2 separate regions of the Rattus norvegicus genome follow, and region 2 is linked to region 1. The links are chromatin contacts, called in public Hi-C maps. All regions are on one chromosome and are shown on one strand. The core of a region is the stretch at or near the end of the contact, and the rest is flanking DNA. Distances in the headings are between cores, read along the strand shown.

Evidence for each region. A called contact is a pair of places that touch in the nucleus more often than the background predicts.
Region 2: a contact with region 1 is called in a Hi-C map of the A7r5 cell line, with 10 times the contacts expected there. The contact joins the enhancer-like site here to the promoter of Specc1 in region 1. A contact is called at or near these places in 7 of 12 Hi-C or Micro-C datasets (the A7r5 cell line, the Rat2 cell line, Schwann cells and 4 more) and 1 of 1 datasets of contacts at active chromatin or transcription factors (oligodendrocytes).

Annotation. Positions count from the first base shown.
Region 1 is chr10:47,135,373-47,141,930 of GRCr8, forward strand. Specc1 (sperm antigen with calponin homology and coiled-coil domains 1) reads left to right here and starts at 3,054. Exons shown (of 8, transcript NM_001039017.1): 1 at 3,054-3,126.
Region 2 is chr10:47,215,062-47,221,619 of GRCr8, forward strand. The region is part of intron 2 of Specc1 (sperm antigen with calponin homology and coiled-coil domains 1); the gene reads left to right. LOC134480804 (a long non-coding RNA gene) reads right to left here. Exons shown (of 2, transcript XR_010055653.1): 1 at 5,387-6,558; 2 at 1,073-4,736. Among named protein-coding and RNA genes, the nearest start is that of Specc1, 80 kb to the left of the region's middle. Within about 2 kb of position 4,135, at least 4 of the 93 cell types and tissues checked have an H3K27ac peak or open chromatin away from gene starts, as enhancers often do. A contact at or near this core is called in the A7r5 cell line, where this site is marked.

The DNA.
Region 1 (6,558 bases), core at 1,804-4,303:
GATACTTCACCCAGATACAATGTTTCGCCAAGGACTGTGATGTTCACTGAACTACACTGCAAGAAACAGAAAGGGATTTTCTTTCGAACACTTGCCGTGAGTAAATTACTAGAGGGAAAGGGTGAGATAAACCAACCAGAAACATAGCAACAGAAGGGAGGTGGGAGATGCTGAGAATCGGTGACTGCAGAACTCAGTAGGCTTCTCCGAGGGAAGACAAGATTAAATCCAGGCAAGAAGTGAAAAGGCCGTGAGGTCAGCACATAATGACAAAGGGCAGTCTGCCGAAATACAATTGGGGAAATAGGAGAAGCAACAGCGTGGTTATTTACAAAGCAGAACTTCAGAGGGGCGGGGTGGGGCGCGCAAAGATGACGTCAGATGCTCAAACTATATCTAAGGGCACAGAAGACCTTAAGAGTGCAACTAACAAGTTATTATGCAGGGGAGTATAGGTAAGGCCATAAGGGCCTGGCAGGAAGGCACAGGAGGGAGAAGGGTGAAAGAACACCAGAGAATTGTAGAAGGAACTGGGTTGGATCATGGTCATACTTTGGAGGACTGTGTCAAGTAGGAGGCACAGCTTAAAGAGATCACTGGAGCAAGCAGACTTGTTAAACATATGGTCTTATTTTCTTCAAGGGAAGGAAATGATGCCTGTTCACCCAGAAGGCTGAGTGGATGTTGTCTAGCAATCTGGTGATCTTCTGCTAGTCTATGCAGCCAGCCTTCACCCGAGTCAAAATCCTGAGCATTGTCTAGGCCCCAGTCCTGAGCTTTGTCTCTCAGCAAATAGAGCCCGTCCTAACGAGAGAGGTCCCGTGTACTTTGCATTCTCCAGCAACAGAATCTATCTTCATACAGGGCTCTGCAGGCCCCAGCATGGCAAACATGGACTCTCTCTCTCTCTCTCTCTCTCTCTCTTTCTTCCCTCTACTGAAGGGAAAACCTTCATTCCCCTTTTTTATGCTTCCCTCATCCTGCAGCACGGGGCGGGGGTGGGGCTGCCTCCATCCTGGCCAGGGTTCCTCTCCTCCTTTTATACATGCACAGTCTGCTGAGCAGCTGTGCAGAGTTTAACTTTTCCTGACTGCCCTTCAGCGGTACTCTTTCCAAGAATATTTTAACATGCTGATGTTTCTCCCATCATCAAAACAAAGCAAAACGCCAACAAAGACCCACCCAACACACAAAGCCTCCTCCCACAGTCTTTCCACCTCAATCACCAGGACCCCTCTTCCCTTCCCCGCCTCATCTAAAAAGAATTGGCTGTGTTTCATTCTCACTACCTCAAACATGACTCATGATCCTGTCATTTTTGTCCATGCATATTTAACAGTCGTAGATGACTTTTGTGTTAATAAATATAGGACATGTTCTTTAGTCCCTGGACAAAACGTCCACCCCCAGGAGAGGGAGAACCAGGGTGAGAGAAGGGACAACTCTGAATGTGGTCTTGACCTTGTTCAATTCTAGGGCCTCAGAGGTGTCCTAGAGATGTTGGGGGAGGAGGGCTAAAGTGAGAGGGAGGTCTAATCTGGAACATAAATGGTCCCTGCAGTGTACCCACGGAGTGTGTGTGTGTGTGTGTGTGTGTGTGTGTGTGTGTTCTCAAACTTGAATCTATTCCAAAATTATGTCAAGGATTTATATGTAAAAGTACAAATTGCTGGTTCCCACCTTTACAGAGGGCTTTTTTCTTTTTTGAAAACAGTAAGATCAAGTAGTGTTGTGTGTGTTGTGTTGTGTGTGTGGTTCCATGGTAGAACACTTGTTTAGCACGTATGAGGCTCTGGTTTTCATTTCCAGCACCAAACAAACAAACACCAAAAAAAAAAACAAAACAAAAAACAAAAAAACAAAAACAAAAACAAAAAAAACCCCAAAACCAAAAAAACAAAAAACAAAACAAAACAAAACAAACCCAAAGCAAAACCTAATAGTCTCTGTGAGATGTAAACTCTCACGCACACTTAAATCAAGTTCCCATACAATGTTGATCTGAAATCCTCACTTTAAGAGAAATGATCTGGTGCCTGGAGAGATGGCTCAGTGGTTAAAAGCCCAGACTGCTTTTCCAGAGGTCCTGAGTTCAGTTCCCAGCACCCACATGGTGGCTCACAACCATCTGTAATGGGATCTGATGCCCTCTTCTGGCACACAGTAGAGCACTCATACATAAAGTAAATAAATAAAATGAAACAAAAGTAAATAGGTAAAAATAAATCCAACAAACCTAGTTATTAAAACAAAAACAATGGTCTGAGAGCTTGTTTGGAGATTCTAGCAGGAGAGCACAGCTACCCTTGACCCATTGGGTCCTCCCGGACCGGAAAGGTTAACAAGCACATAGCTTGCACACCCAGACACTCATGGAACAGTGAGGGAGAAAGGCCAGGCAGTGGTGACACTTACCTTTAATCCCAGCACTTGGCCACTTGATTTTAATCTCAGCACTTGGGAGGCAGAGGCAGGAGGATCTCTATGAGTTTGAGGCTAGCTTAGTCTGCAGAGCGAGTTCTAGGACAGCCAGGGTTACATCCAAGGTTACAAAGGGAAAGGAGAAACCCTGTCTCAGAAAGAGAGGGAGCGGGAGGGGGAGAAGGAGAAGGAGGGGAGAAGGAGGGGCGGGAACCCAGAACAGACTGGGTTTAATACCAGCACTTGGAAGACAGAGGCAGGTGTATCTCTCTGAATTCAGGGTAGACTGGTCTATAAAGTGAGTTCCAGGATAGGATAGCCTTGACTATATGGAGAAACCCTATTTTGACACCCCCCACTCTCCCTACCTCCCAAATAAAAATGGAACAATAGTCTAAAGTGCGGAGAGGGACTTTCTTTCTTCTCCAGTGATATGCTCCTTCATCGACTGCCCATCAATGGAGGTTGGGCCAGTGAGAACACAGGGAAGACTTCCAGAAAGAAACAACTAGATGAGAACGGAGGCTCTAGGACTACATCTCCCAGAAAGCCCCGCACTGGCGCGCGGGCGCCCCCTGGACGTGGCCAGCAGGAAGGCGCCGGCGGGATCGCTAGGACCTTCCCCAGAGCATCCGTGAGCTTGGAAAGCCGCGGTAGCTGCGGGCTGCGGCGGCGCGGGAGTCCTGTGCGAGAGAACCACGGCAGGTGAGTTGGAGTCCGGGCTGCTCGGTCCTCTGTTTCTCAGCTGCCTTGTCTCAGGTCTGGCGAACAAGACGGGGTGCAGGAGTCCTGGCTCGGGGACGTGGGGCTGCCCTTCTGGAAAGACGCGCTGCGGTCCTGGGTACCCAGGCGGAGGGCAGCGCAGGAACCGCGCTGCAGGTGGGAACCGCAGGTGGCCGGCCCTTCCCTCGGGCCGCGGGTTTGGCGCAGCAGCCTGGCGCGGGGGCCAGGTGGCTCAGCCGGCTGTGGCCCTGGGGAGCCCCAGCCCTCCGGACAGGTGTGTGCGCTTCTGCGGGACTCGGGTGCCCCGGAGTATTCGTCCACAGAGCTGCTGCGCCGCGGTCCAGATGATCGCCTAGGGCTCGGGCTGAGGGTCTCCAGGACGCCTCGGAGCGTGGGGAACTGTGTGGATGCTACTGCGTGTCCCCGTGGTGCGCAGCCTAGTGTGAGCGCAACAGTGCCGGTCTCTTTTCCTTAATGCCCTTGGAACAAAATTAGTGTTATGTGTTTTTTTTTTTTTTTTAAACAAGTTTGACTCTGAATATCTTAGTTTGATTTTTTTTTTTTTTTTTTATGGGAGCTCCATACGCCAGCACGCAAGTTTATATAATAAGCAGTATACGCTTTGCGGGGGGGGGGGGCGGGGGGGGATCCCATTGAAGGTGCTCTTCCTTGCCCTCTATCGGATGAATTATGTCGAACTGGTTGACATGGGTATCCTTTAGTAACTGAGGTGGCTGGAGGCGAGAGATAAAATGTTTTTGAGTGAAGTCACGACCGAACCCTTCTGATCAGTTTTTGGTTTCATAGATTTGGTTATCCAGTTTCAAACACGGTGTTATTTCAACGTTTAAGACGGAGTTGGAGGGTGGAGACCGAGGGCTGTCAATCCTAATACCCTAGTCTACGGAAAATAGCTTTGCATGATTAACTCAAAGCCATCAAGTTTGCTTATTGATTATTTTGAGACAGGGTCTTGCTAACTATCACAGACGAGCCACCACACCCGCAGTCATTTTGTTTGTGTTTTTGAGACAGTGTATCCCTAGGCAGTTCCGGCAGGTCTGAAAGTGCTATGTGGCCCTGGACCCTCCACCCTCTGAGCATTGGGAATTTCAGGAGTGAGCCACACACTTGGCCAAAGAAAGCATTTTTAGAGCCAACTCCGCGGCGAATCAGTTTTAGTGGTAGCTTTTAAGTTGACTTGTGAATATGCTAGGTAGATAACTTCATTGTTTGTTAAGAAGCACCATAGGACAGTTCTGTCTTGTTTGGTTTTAGGGAAATGTTCCCCTGTCTTTCCTGCAAGTGGGCTCTGTTGTGTTAAATGTATTTCTATTCATACCTGATTTCTTAGAGTTTAAAAGTCAGAGAAGGCTAGGTTACCCTCCCCCATACTTTTGTACAGCATGCAGGTTTCCTTCTTTAAAATTTCTAGCACATTATTATTTTGCTGGCTTTCCTCACTAGACTCCTATAATACTTGAAAATGATTTTTTTTTTTTTTTTGGAGCTATGCATGGTGGCTCATGACTGTAATTCCAGCACTCCAGACTCAGGCAAGAGAATGAGCTTGGGGCTAGCCTGTGCTACATGGCAAGACCCTGTCTCAAACAAATAGTAACAACAAAACAACAACCGAAGACAAACAGAAAAACCCAGTCCCAACCCCAACAACAAAATCTCACCTAAAATGGATGTTTGGTTTGTTTGGTAGATCAAACACTAACGTTTTCTTCAAGGTTGGTAAGAAAGAAGCTTTGCTGGGAAGTTTTCCTCCTCCCTGAAGTTAAGCTTGTGCTGTTCACAGTGATCCTGCTGGGAGCTTCTGATCATTTTCTGTGCTTTGGACAGAAGAATGATCTGTTCCTTGAAGTCTGGCAGAAATTGCCTACAGACTGCCCAGGCTGCTGCTGGCATGTTTTAGAAAGCTGACAGCAGCACTCAACAACCTTCTCTCTCACTTGTGTCAGTGACCATTGATTGTTTGCAGCCGGCCTGTTGCTCTAGTCATTTTGATACTCATTATTGTCTCAGGAAATCATGAGCATTATTGATAATCAGACTCTTAGCCTATGGTACTTGCTCTCAGTTCATACATTTATGATGAGTTATTATTCTTATTAATACCAATGCTTTGTGGCTTCTCTTTTCCATCCATCCTCTTGTTAGTGTGTAATAATTGTACAAAATAATGGCTTCCACGTATTTTCTTGCATGTATATGAAGTACTTTGGTCACACCCACCTTTTTTTTTTATTGGTCAGTCTTACTTATGATTGCTTCTTTCCTGGACGGTTCCAAAGAATCCGCTTTTGGACTTACTGATTAATGCTATTATTGGTATCTTCCTATGTTACCAACTTCTGTTATTAAACTTTGATTCTTTCTGCCTATTTGAATTTATTGTGTTCATGTTCTGGTCCCTTTGAAGTGAAAGCGCGAATCCTTTATTCAACTGTTTGGCCCTTGTGCAACGAAGGTCCAAGATGTCCAATTTTGCCCTGTGGCCTGAGCTGTATTTTTACTTTAACCCTGGGTTAGGCTTTGCTGCTGCTGCTGCTGCTGCTGTGGTCTTGTAAGATGGTGTTCATCACAGTTAGCAAACTGACCTACCTACCTGTCTGCCATTCTCCTGTTTTCTGTCACACACTGTCATTGTGAGAGTATTTTCCTTCTCCTTCAAATACACTTTTATTTTTCTTTTTTTCGGAGCTGGGGACTGAACCCAGGGCCTTGCGCTTGCTAGGCAAGCGCTCTACCGCTGAGCTAAATCCCCAACCCCTCAAATACACTTTTAAAAATCTCATTCAGTCACGATAAACTGGTGATAATATCTGAGAATACCTTTATTTTGTCTCCACTTTTGGATTTGGCTTTCCCCAAGTTCCCTTTTAAAACTAATTTTGGAGGTGTGTGTGTGTATGTATGTGTGTGTATGTGTGTATGTGTGTGTATGTGTGTATGTGTGTGTATGTGTGTGTATGTATGTATGTGTGTGTATGTATGTGTGAGTATGTGTGTGTGTATGTGTGTGTGTGTGTGTGTGTGTGTGTGTGTGTGTGTGTGTGTGTATACGGGAGGACACCTAGTCAGACTCAGTTACCTGCTTCTACCATGTAGGTCTGGGGATGGAGCTCAGATCAGCAGGCTTTGCAGCAGATGCCTTTAGAGCTGTCTCGCCGATCTCTGCTTTAACCCACGAATATTTATTTTGACTACTAATAGTTTGGGCCTTCCTGTCTTATTTTGTTCTGTTGCTTATTTTTATTTATTTCTAGTTGCCGCCCCTTCTTTTTCCCACCCACCTTTTGCTTCAGGTTTTTTGTTTGGCTTTGCTTTGTTTAGTTTTTTGAGACAGGGTCTCACTATGCCATAGAACTCATAGAGGTCCTAAGCCCTGGGATTAAAGTACAT
Region 2 (6,558 bases), core at 2,885-5,384, 81 kb after region 1:
TAAGGCATTCTGTAAGTCATTAGATGTTAGTTTTGGCAGAAACATTATGTGCAGGAAAGGCAAACTCATGACCAGAATGTAAGTATCTACTCCAGTGAGGACAAAAGCATTGCTCTTTCCACAGAAGGAGTGGTCCAATGCAGTCAATCTGCTACCAAGTCTGGCTGGTCACCCAGTGGAATGGTGCCATATCTGGGGCTCAGTGTCGGTTTCTATCTTAGCAGATCTTGACTCAACAGCAGCTGTAGCCAGGCCAGCCTTAGTGAGTGGCAGTCCATGTTATCAAACCCATGCCACCATGGCTACTTGGTTTGTGGGCCCAATGGTCAATGACAGGGATGGGGCGTGGGGTGGGGCGGAGGCTGACTGTACACAGGTAAGGAAGTGGGCCCACATCTTATCTGCTTGATCATTGACCTATCGTAAAGGTGAATCTTCCCACCGTGACAGATCCAGATTAAAGGTGGTTCTTCCTACTTCAAACAATTTAAGAAAAAAAAAAAAAACAAACTCTCACAGGTGTGCTCAGACACTTAGGCTTTAGTTAATGCCAGATGTAGTCAAATTGGTAACCAAGAACAGCCATCGCAGTAGACAAGGCACAGCTAACAATATTTATTTTAATTAAAAAATTAGTTACAGCTGAGCCTAATGCTGCATGCCTTTAATCCCAGCACTCGGGACACAGAGGCCAGTGGATCTCTGTGAGTTGACATTCAGCCTGTGAGTTCTAGGACAGTCAGGGCTACACAGATAGACCCTGTCTCCAAATACGTTAAAAAATAAAATAAAAATTCAAACCATAATAGCACATATTAAATTCAGATTTTAAGTGAATATATTCATTCCGCTAATAATATTCTGAAAATATTTCATATGTGTGCCAGCAATATTTGGAATGCATTGAAAATATTTTAAAGTGACACAGAGCTGGCTATGTAGGTTGGGGCTTTCTCCTCTCCTGTCTCAAGTTCCTGAATGCTAGGATTGCAAGCATGTACCACCATGCTCAGCTCTCTTAAATAGTTTTTGGAACAGTTTTTTTATTAAAATATTATGACATCATTTTCCCCTTTCTTTCTTTTCTCCCTCAAGACCTTTCATTCCCCCACCTTGACTCCCTCTCAAATTCATGGCCTCCTTTTGTTTAATTGTTATTGTTACACACACACACACACACACACACACACACACACACACACACAAATACTATCTGCTCAGTCCATTTTGTTTTACTTGTATGTGTTTTCAGGGCTGACCAGCATTCCTTACTTACCGGGAGTTCTTTTCCTGGGGTTGGGGGAACCCCTTGAGAGCCCCCCTTCCATTTTGGCATGTCTATTGATGGTGTACTAGTTCAGGTTTTGTTTAGGGAGCCATGAAAGTTGAAGTATTGTGCGTGGGTGAATCTTCCTTTTCATTCCTAGGAGACATAATCTCACTGCAGATTTCTTGATCTTCTGGCTTGTACAGTGCCCACAACCAGTTGTTCTCGGCAGCTTGACTGGTTGTGGTTTTCTGTAATGGTCTCTGTCTATTGCAAAGAGAAGTTTCCTTCACAAGGAGTGAGAGCTGTAATTATCTATGCGTATAAGGATGTCTTAGGATTTTATTGGTTTTACTGCTGTGAGACCATGGCCACAGTAACTCTTAGTAAACATTTAATTGGATCTGGCTTATGGTTTCAGAGGTTTAGTCCATTATCATCGTAGAAGACACAGTGCTGGAGAAGGAACTGAGAGTTCTACATCTTGATCCACAGGCAGCATGGGGAAGGCTGTGTTCCACACTGGGGCATAGCCTGAGCACATAAGTCCTCAACTCCCACCTCCACAGTGACACACTTCCTCCAACAAGACCACACCTGAGGCCACGCATTCAAACACAAGAATCTGCAGGGGCCGCTCCTATTCAAACCACCACAAAGGGTATACTCACAATACAATTATGATAGTTTAATGTGGTGTGGGAGTAGGCTCTCCTCTAAGATCCATGACATCCCTCACCCTGCGTAGGTGGCTAGGTTCGCTGTAACAGGCATGATTCCCCTCCTGTTGAGCAGGCCTTAAAGTTCACTTAGACAGCTGTTGGCTACGGCAAGACTCTGGGCCACTACTGTACTCCTAGGGGACATCATTGCTGTGTTTCCCTCCCTGGGCAGATTTCACAACACCTTCTTGTGCTATGAAGCTAGTCTCTGGAGGATGCTTTCCAGTCAGTTTCAAGACAGCTTGGATCCTCTGAGTCCTGTCTGAAGTGCATGGTATTTTCAGAAATAGGGACCTATCTCAAACCTGGGAGTCAACCAAGGGCAAGGGCTTGGACTTTCCTGATTAACAAATCAAAAAGGGGGTTTCTCATGCCTGGTACTGAGTTGTTTTTTTTTTTTTTTAATTAGTCTATGTCTCTTGGGCAAATATTATCAGCCTAAATAATAACTTCATTTAAACGATATATATTATTTATCGCACATACACACACATGTGCTTCTGTGTATGATATATAATTTTTAGTAGATAAAAAATAATTCCTTGTGGCTTATTCAAACATCCTGTGGTAGTTTGAATGAGAATGACCTCCTTAGGCCATATGTTTGAATACTTGTCCAGGTTGTGGAAATATTTGGGGAAGATTAAGAAGTGTGGCCTCTTTAGAGGAAGTGTATTTGCACCCTTTCCCTAGCTTTAGACCTCAAAAGCCTCCTGCCAACCCCAGTGATCTTCTCTGCCTCCTGCTTATGGATCTAGACTTGAGCTCTCAGCATTTCCTGCCACCATAATTGAACATTTCTTTGTAAGTTACCTTGATCACAATATTTGTTACAGCATTATAAGAGTAACATATAACGTCTTAGTGTTTCATTGCTGTGAAGAGACCATGACCAAGGCAACTCATAAAAGCAAACATTTAATTGAGGCCGGCTTACAGTTTCAGAGGTTCAGGCCATTATCATTGAGGTGGGAAGCACGGCAGTATGCAGGCAGACTTGGTGCAGGAGGAGCCAGGAGTTCTACATGTTGATCTGAAAGCAGCTTTAGAAGACTGCAGTCCACAGGCAGCTAGAAGGCTCTCTTCTACACTGGGTGGAACTTGAGCACTAGACCTCAAAGCCCGCCCATACCATGACATACTTCCTCCAACAAGTCCACGCCTACTCCCAAAAGGCCACACCTCCTAATAGTGTCACTTTCCATGGCCAAGCATAGTCAAACTACCACAATACCCTTAGTGTTATTTTCCTTCCTATCTCCTTCTTCTATATTGACCTTCTGCTCTTCTCCTCAATTAAAATCCCCCACCCCTTTCTTCTTTGTATCACTGTATCCTGCTGTTCCCTCTCGAGCACGTCTGCCTCCCTACCATGTACCTTTCTTGGTTTCTGCAGTTCTTTTACATTATACACCTGAAGATCTGGAGCTCAGAACCTCAGATAAGAGAGGACATACAACATTTGCCTTTTCGTGTCTGGATTACCTCACTCGAGATAGCTAGTTCCATCCATTTCCTGGCTAGGTCCAGGTGTGAGATGTGAGGTGGACTAGGCAGAGAGGTTGGATGTCAGGACAGTGTTTAAGAAATGTACAGGAGTGGTTCTGAGGATAGTGTGGTGCTGGTCATTTCCAAAGCAATGGCCGTTGCTTCAGAAAGGTCTTCCATAGGGAGTGTACTTGTGTGGTACTATTCTTCATGGTCATTGGCCTGACCGTAGAATAGCAGGGTCTTAGGAAGAGGTGAACTGAGCCTGCACCTTGCCAGCCCTACCTTTTCCAGCTGGGGGGGAGGGGTGAAAACTCCAGAGGGCAGGAGAAAAGAGGGGGAAAGGTGATAATCAGAGAAGCAAGCAGACTTCCTTCCTTAGGGAAAACTTATAAGCACACAGGACAATAGAATTTCTTGCCCATATTTCTACAGCACCACCTGGGCTTACATAGGTGATGTTTGTCTGAGAGCAAATGGATGTGGATGTCTGAACTGTTCACAAATAGGGAACTGAATCCAATCCACCCAAAATAGAACTGATGCTGGCTGAGCTGCAGACGCTGGAAGAACAAGGTAGGGGATGAAATGCAGAGAGAGTGGGCAAGGATGCCGCTGTGAACCCTCCTTGTGGTACAGGCCACATCACTCCAGCCGCAATAAGGAGCCAGACCTGTGAGTCAGGGCTTAGTCAGTTATAATCAACAAAGCGTTGGTTTGAGTTTATATGAGCAGAAAAGAAATTCAAGTTGTACCTCACTGTCCACAGGCATTGTCTTCCAGGATTACCATGGATGCCAAAGTCTGTGGGTACTCGGGGGCCCTATCAGAGACAGTGTGTGTTTTATAGAACCTACAAGTCCTTCCATGTGCCTTACACTCCAGCATCTCTGGATTACTTGTAATATCTAATTCTATGTAAATAGCTGTTACACAGTGCTTTGAGGAATCAGGTAAGGAGAATAATCTACATTTTATGTACTGAGGCTCCCCCCCCCCCGTTTTTAAGTAGAGTTGGCTAAGTCCAAGGATGACAGAGCCCAAGATCCCCACATCTCTGTGGCACCAGGGTTCAAGAATGCATCTCAGAGAGGCTAGGCCAAGGACTGGACTCCAGAGCTGGTCTCTACTCACCTCTGCCCACTGCTTTTCTCTCACCTCCCAACGCCTAGCCTCGCCTGGTGTACGTATGAAGCATATGGCCAGCCTACTCACCTCCTGTGTCTCTTGGAAAGCCTAGTCGCCTTTTTGTTCATGTTCTACTTGTTGACAAAAGGAAAGGAGAACAACAAGGAAAAACAGAATTAGGAAAAAAAAAACCAAAACAAAAACCTGAGTACTTAGATGCTGGTCTCATGCTGGCCCTACACAGGCTGCTGGGCCCTGCAGCTAGAAACCTGTTTGGGGAGGTCAAGTTGTCCCAGCATATCCTGCAGCAGCATATCCTGGAAGAAGTACAGGGTCCACCATTTGAGTCTTGAGACCCAAACAGTGTTCTGCGACAGTTCCTACAGGACAGTCTCAATGTGGTCGCCACCTTTGGCAATGGAATGTGGCCAATCAAAATGGAGACATGATTTCATCCAGGTTTGGAGAGTTAGTACCAACAACTGCAGGAGAGCTCACTAATATACACGTGGGCTGTGGATGATGACACTGCAGCCAATGACAGACACGTGTGACGCTCTGTAAGATTATAACGGGGCTGTAGAATCCCTGTGGCCTAGTGGCATAGCTACTGTGTCAGAGCACAGTGCATTGCTCACGCATGTGCGGTGACGTGTTCGTGTGACTGCTTTGCCAGTCGCATGAGGGAAAGGCAACTATCTATTCATTGTGATAAAGTTTCAGATGCTGATAACCAGATGTGTTTGATAACTGTGGGTTTGATGACTATTCTGGAACATACCTGCTTACAAAGAAAGAAATGTGCTGTGAAATGGCCATGGAGCTGTGGTGGTCTTGTTCACAGGTGCTGTTGCCTTCGTGTCCTGAGGCTGTCCTTTCTTTTGTCTTGATTTAATCTTGTGTTCTATGTTCATCATGGCCCCAGAAAGAATATCTACATACATACACACATACATATATTATCCAGATACTCTATATTTACCATACAGCTTATTATACAGTGATTTGTGGGCACACACTCAGTGATGTTTATACCACAAAAGGATTGCCTAACGATGCAATTTCTCAGGCTATCTCTTCATTAAATGACTATGGGCATTTTAGATTGATCACATAGAGATAATATCTTGATAGATTCACTTAAAAATAAATTCCTTTGTGTGTGTGTGTTCATTTGTGGGGGGGGTACATGCATGTGTGTGTGGAGGCCAGAGGTCACCATCGGGGATCTTATTTGATTGCTATCTACCTATATTTTGAGATGATCTTACTAAACCAGGAGCTCACCGGTTGGCTAGGCTGGCTGGCCAATGGGCCCCAGGCATTCACCAGTCTCTGTTCTCCCTGGGTTGTTGCTGCCCTTTTATGTGGATGTTGGGGATCCGAACTCAGGTCCTCATGCCTGTGCAGCAGAAACTGGCATAACTACCATAAAGTCCATAGAGTCTTTGTCTGTCTGTCTGTCTTATCCATCAATTTATCCCTCTCCTTCTATCCCCTTCCTTCCTCTCTTCCTTCCTTCTTCCCTTTCCCCTTTCTCGCACTCAGTTTCTTTTTTCTTCTCTTCCCTGCCTGCCTGCCTTCCTTTTCATTCTTTGTTTCTTTCTTTGTTTCAACAGGATCTCACCTCTCACAGTCCTGGAACTCACGGTATAGACCAGGCTGGCTTCAAACTCACAGAGATTCATCTGCCTCTGCCTCCCAAGTGCTGTGATTGAGGCCATGTGCTGCCACATGCTGTATAAAAATCATTTTAAGTGTCTAGTGTCCTTATTGTGGGGCTGGCCCAGAGCTGTGGAGTTCAGTTTGGGCTCTGTTCTCTCCTTCCACTGTGGTTCTGGGGACCAAACTCAGGTTGTTCAGGCTTGTGTAGCAAGTGCTTTACTCACTACGGCTGTCTTGCTAATCCATCATAGATTCTTGACTTGCTTTAGTTTACTTTTTAATGTAGTT